Regions from separate parts of the Arabidopsis thaliana genome. Here region 2 is linked to region 1. The links are chromatin contacts, called in public capture Hi-C maps. All regions are on one chromosome and are shown on one strand. The core of a region is the stretch at or near the end of the contact, and the rest is flanking DNA. Distances in the headings are between cores, read along the strand shown. Region 1 holds the start of CML41 (calmodulin-like 41). Region 2 holds the start of AT3G51120 (zinc finger CCCH domain-containing protein 44).

The links. Capture Hi-C pulls out chosen DNA fragments and counts their contacts.
Region 2: a capture Hi-C map of seedling shows a contact between it and region 1, with 1.7 times the contacts expected there. The contact joins the promoter of AT3G51120 here to the promoter of CML41 in region 1. A contact is called at or near these places in 1 of 26 Hi-C or Micro-C datasets (rosette leaf) and 1 of 3 other capture datasets (seedling).

Annotation. Positions count from the first base shown.
Region 1 is chr3:18,872,288-18,875,425 of TAIR10.1, forward strand. It overlaps CML41 (calmodulin-like 41), which reads left to right and starts at 1,624. Exons shown (of 1, transcript NM_114937.3): 1 at 1,624-2,549. The coding sequence starts at 1,700. The coding sequence ends at 2,317. AT3G50780 (BTB/POZ domain protein) reads right to left here. Exons shown (of 2, transcript NM_114938.4): 2 at 3,112-3,138.
Region 2 is chr3:18,990,501-18,993,638 of TAIR10.1, forward strand. AT3G51120 (zinc finger CCCH domain-containing protein 44) reads right to left here and starts at 1,574. Exons shown (of 11, transcript NM_001339490.1): 1 at 1,004-1,574; 2 at 601-680; 3 at 269-456. The coding sequence starts at 1,386.

The DNA.
Region 1 (3,138 bases), core at 374-2,873:
ATATTAAAATGTATGTAAAACTCCAACTAATTTGTCACAAATTTACAAGATATCGAGGCTTGATAAGGGGTGAAGCTTGAGAAAAACGAGGCTTGTAACAGCTTTACATAGGCCCGCTTATGGCTCCGTAATATTGGGCCTAATGAACATTTTGGGCTTGTATTTAGGTTAATTTGGATTTCAATATACGTAGTTTGTATTTGTTTTTGGTGAGTACATTATATTTTGTATTTGATATAAAATATAATTAGGGTAGTCCAATGCGTTTTTCTTAACAAGTCTAAACACATTTGTTTTTTTGTTTTTCCTGGCTTACAAGTTAGGTATACTCTCTTTTCATTACCTATAATAACAAAGACATCATATAAAGCAAATGGTTAAATTTGTTTGTGGTGTAACTTATGAGGGGGAAAAAACCAATAGTGATTAGGAAGACAGCTTGTTTCGTGTGGCTCTGCGAGGATGATCTAGTTGTATATTAAGATATCAGAAGTTATAAACAAAACAAAGATAATGAAAGACATGAATGCATCAAATTAACGGTATATATAGTGTTGGAATCAAATTAGTGGTGAATTATCGGGTTTGCATCAAACTAATTTGGTTATTCTTGAGATTAGGAATGTGTGTTCACCTAAAAGCTAGTAATTGATTACTAAAATGTAATGCATGCAACAAGAAGAGTCAATCGAATTTTATAGAGATAAGTCATATAAAATGATTAATTATCGCTAGAGGAAGCTGCGATGAAATTTCTTACAGCTTTTGTCTTTTACCCATCTAATCATTTAATCTCTGAGCCTACGCCATCACACATATCTAAAAGCACCTTCTTCGAAATTCCCTTGGAGGACAAAACATGGACCTCTTTTTTGTTCACTTGGATTTTCTCGGAAAATGACTTGCATGTCTTCTTACTATATTTTATGTATCCCTTCATTCTATACTTTTTCGAAATTCTAATTTAACTCTACATATAATCCCACTCCCACCAGCTAAAGTTTAGACATGACAAGTATTTTATCAAATGCTCCTTCAATTCAAACTACTGAATATTGTTTGGATAAGTACTTTTTGGAGACGTAAGCTATATTTTCCAATCCGAAATGAATGAACCAAATGTCCATAGTTCTGTTTTTTTTTCCTCCTAAAGTGAATATATTAAGAGACACTAAATTCTAGAAAATATGTTTAAAATATAATAATCAGTAATTGTCCAAAAAAATGTGAATACTTAAATCAAAATCAGGATACGATTGTCACAAGAAACAAACTTTCCTAGATAATGTATATTTTATATTATTATCATATTATGTATGCACTTAAGACATCTCCATCCATGAGAAACCTACAAAGTTTTTCAAACAAAAAAAATATTAATATTATATTATAATTTGATTATTTTTATTAAAAAAGTATTTTTGTTAAAAAATTAAACCAATAGTAAGATGAGAATTGTCATGATGGGTTGTACAAAGTATCTCAGAGTATCTCAGAGTTTCTCACTTGAGAAACTTTCTACACTCTCTCTCCTTCATTTTTATTATTTTTATTTTTTTAATTGTGAGAAATTCTTATGAGATACCCACAATAGAGATGGTCTTATAAATTTATCAACATGGTGAATCTCTCATGTTATATATAGAGGTGATTTAAAGGCTAAATAGAATAACACACTACAGCATATAAACTCAATGATATGGCAACTCAAAAAGAGAAACCTTCCTCCAATTCTTTCAAATGGTTTTCCACCAAAACCTTAAAGTTAAACCTTAGTTTCCAAAACCGACGAAGATCACCAAAATCAAACTCTTCGTCAACCTTAAACTCTCCAAGAAGCAACAGTGATGACAACAACAACATAAAGAGTCACCAGGCCTCCAAAGAAGAGCTCCGTCAAGTCTTCAGCCATTTCGACAGCGACGGCGACGGTAAGATCTCAGCCTTTGAGCTCAGACATTACTTCGGCTCTGTCGGTGAGTATATATCTCACGAGGCAGCTCAAGAGGCGATAAACGAAGTTGACACTGACGCAGACGGGTCTCTAGGGTTTGAGGACTTTGTTGGATTGATGACAAGAAGAGATCTTTACGGTGACGGTGAAGTTGATGGCGATGGAGAGTTGAAGACAGCGTTTGAGATGTTCGAGGTGGAAAAAGGATCAGGCTGCATAACACCAAAGGGTTTGCAAAAGATGCTTGTGAAGTTAGGGGAATCAAGAACGTACGGAGAGTGTGAAGCCATGATAAAGTTTTACGATATAGATGGTAATGGAATTCTTGATTTTCATGAGTTTCGTCAAATGATGACGGTTTAGTGTAATTAAATATTTCTTTTACGTAATTACCCTACTATATGCTCGAAAAATGTTTATGGAGTAGTGTGTGTGAGTTTGAATATAGGGATTATGTTAGAAGTGCTATTATTGAATTGTGGTGAAATTTTAGTAGTGTTGGAATGAATTTATGAATGAAGAATTCATATTTAAGCTTGATTTATGTTAATGACCAAAAAAAATAAAGTGGGAATTATTCTATGTGTATTTACAGTATTGTAGGCATCTATTTATGAGATATGCCCACTAATAATTTAATAGAAATGATGCAAAGACAGACCATTAATTGAAAGTTGGAGTATTTATTCTGTCTTTGGCTCTGCTGAACATTTGCCATTTATTCTTCATTCTTCGTCGTTATTTTTTTTGGGTTTGAAATGCATTGGTATATTATACGAGTTATAGTACAATTCTCTCCGATGCTGTAATTTGCCTTTTAATGATTAAAAAAAGAATATATATATATATACCAAAAAAGTTGGGAAAACTATTGAATTGGGCTTCAGACGTATGTTGGGTCATTAGGCCCATCATAGATCCCTTTTTCAATAAGTTTCTATTTAACCACTTTTATATTAAACAAATTCATTCAAAAATTCAGGTTAAGAATTTAATTTTTATTAAGGGTTTGAGCTTAAGATTTTCCAGTTTATTAGATTTTATGATTAAGTTTGTATTTCTTAAGGTTAAGAATTTAGAACCTAATTATAGGGTTTACCTTGTGAGCTGTTTTCTGTTAATCTTGGTAGAGAATTTAGACTATTGTTGATAGTAGTAAGTCACTGAAACATTTAAAATGGTAT
Region 2 (3,138 bases), core at 324-2,823, 120 kb after region 1:
TGATTGCTATCATCTTACCTATTGTGTCGAGATCATAGTGCATGGCAACACTACGAGGGATTAGAATCGGGTTAACATAAATAGAAACCCTTGGTTGCTTAATATAGAACAAGCAAAGAGACGTAAAGCCCAAACAAGACTCAAATCAACAAACTATATTCTTCTTAAGGAAACTGTGGCAGGTTGGTAAAAATAATCGGCACCCAAGCAAATTTTGCGGCTAAAACAGTACTAAATGAAAACTATAGATTGTGAAGGATTGTCTTACCGCTTCATTATCTCCTTGAGCAATATTCTCAATCAGCATTATAGGCTTAATACATGTGCCACAAAGACCCATGTTACCTCTCACAATCACATAGTCAGCATCTTTAATGCACCGCTTACAAACAGAAAAAGTGCATGTATAACACATGTAACTGGAAGCTTTTTGGCATGTACCACATATGTGCCACCCTGAAATGAATGAACGAAACATCAGATTTCGAAGGATGTTCACGTCATCATGTAAGAGATGTGAAATAACGACATGTCAGAACAATCAGCCTCTAGATTGCTGACAGCAACATAGTAACATCTATGATGGACTATACGACATACCACAATTCCATTTGGCCGTTGTTCGAAAGAATGCCTCATCTCTCTTAATACAAGCTGGATGGTATGCCTTGGGGCAATTCCTGAATGGACAAACAAAGCCATCAAAAACTTATCAATAACTCGAACCTCGATTCTTAAACCTCCATAGATAGCTATTTTTAACATTACCCTCTTGCTTGTTTAGAAATTGAGTAGCTCTAACCTATGAGCATTAACCAACGCATAATCGATACTTAGAATCTCGATAATGAGATACAGAACATAATAGAATATCCAAAAAAAAACTACGAAATTAAGCTCTTCTTCGTTGTGAACCAACTAAAACATATGGCAAGGCTCTAATCTCCCACTAGAGCATACTATCTAACAGAATTATTATCACTATAAGCTAACAATCACTTACCGGCGATCACAGAGAACAAGGTCTCCACCGTCGAAGCAAATAAAGCAAACATCTTCTTCCTTGTCTTCCTTCTTCGGCGGCGGTGGGGGTGGACGAATATGCAACGGCGTATTAGCCTGTGCCCTTGGAGGCCTCCCCCGTTTTCGTTTTATTGGGGCAGCTTCATCAATAACTTTAACCTCTTGCTCATTGGACATAGGCACAGCAACCGCCCCAGCAACCGTGGAGGCAGGTACAGAGAGAGCAGGAACTTGGTTAACACCGATCTCTTCACATTGATCAACTCTCATAAGATCGATTCCTCTGACGGAACTCTCTTCGCGACCAGCCAAAGAAGCCAACTCCGGCACGCCTTGCTGGAGTTGCTTCTGTTGATTCTCCATGATTAGTGAAGAATTTGAAAAAATTGTGAGCAGTACTTGCAGATCAACTAGTGAAATAGAAACCCTAATCTGAGGTTCTTTGGGGATTTTGGCGATGATGAATGATGATGATGATGGAGAGAAGTATGGGTGATGTGTTTAGAAAACGAAGACTAGTGGGAAGAAAAAATCATATGGACTTTTTTTTTCTTCTTCTATTCTTTTCCACTTCTTTAGTTCTTACTTTGTTATGACCAAATGTATAACAAAAATGTTGTCACTTCTTTCTGCTTATAGAATTTTTATTATTTCAAAAATACTAGTACCAATTTCTACAGATTCCAAAAATACTATAATTTCTAGATTTCAAATTCATTTCTAAAATCTTATGTTAGATTTCCTAGCTTGGTTAAACCTTCAAATATTTATCCAAAAATAACATTTGAGTTAAGTAGATATGGAATTCCAGCTTATTAGGTAGATAGTTATTTTCTTAAAAAAACATAGGTAGACATCTATTTGTGGTGTCCAATTTAGCAAAATATATGGAGCATTTTATTTTATTATTTAAGAAAATATGATATTATGTAATATACAATGTTCATATACAATAACGTAAAATTTATCAACATCATTTAAAAATCTTACCTACGTAAAATTCCTTGGCCAAAAAATATTATATAGTATTAAAAATTCCTTGGCATATTCTTGAATGTTTTGTAAGAAAAACATGACAAGAAAAAATGTAAATTTGGTTACATTCCACGTAAAACTTCTACCTACGTAAAGTTACTTCACAAAAACTAAAAATAGAAAAGTTATTTGTATTCACTATGAATATTCTTAAATACCAACACACAACAAAGAAATCATATTCTTGTATGTTTTAATAAGAAAACTGTGATGCGAAAACAATGTAAATTTTGTTAACAGTCCACCTAAAAACCCTATATTTGTAAAGTTGCTTAGCAAAAAAAATAAAAATAAATAATAAAATAGAAAGTTATTTGCAAATAACCTTCTACAATTTGGGTAGTTACTATGATTTTTTTGTTTTTTTCAACTTGGTAGTTACTATGAATATTCTTACATATTAACAAACAACAAACAAACAAAAAAAAAAAAAAAAAAAAGAATCCAACCAAGAAATCAAGTGTGGAGGATAATAGAATTTTTTTTTGACTCAATATGTTCTAAGTTTTCACATCATTTTACGCATTTCACACAATTAGTATCCCAAGGTTGAAGAAACAAGTACCTTAAAACATCTATTTACTAAAATAAAAACATAAAATTGTAACCCAAAGGAGTGTAATCTCATAGAAATTTCATGATTTGGTCATCTATGCTTGAATAACTTCATTCGCGACACTCACATGGTATTGTAGGTAGGCTTTGTACCTTTGTTGGGCATTGTTCACGTGCATGTTAGACTTCACTTTTGTTATAAAGTTTTGAACTTTGATCTTTTTGTTTATAGTAATATATTATCCTTTTACTATTTCTAATAAAAGTATACATCGGTGATATTCGGAGTCTTACAAACTTTGGAAAAAACACATTTTCTGTTAAAACTACATTTTGTAGATTTATATTTTCTTTGAAGTTTTCAAAATTTTGTAGATGACATAGCTACTGAGATTATTGTAGTCAAAATTCAATTTATTTTCTTTTACCTTGAAGGTACTATTCAATCGAGTCAATATCTTTGATTTATGATGATGCTAAGAAGTAAAAAAAGAAACGAGCTAACAAGGAAAAAAGAGTACAATC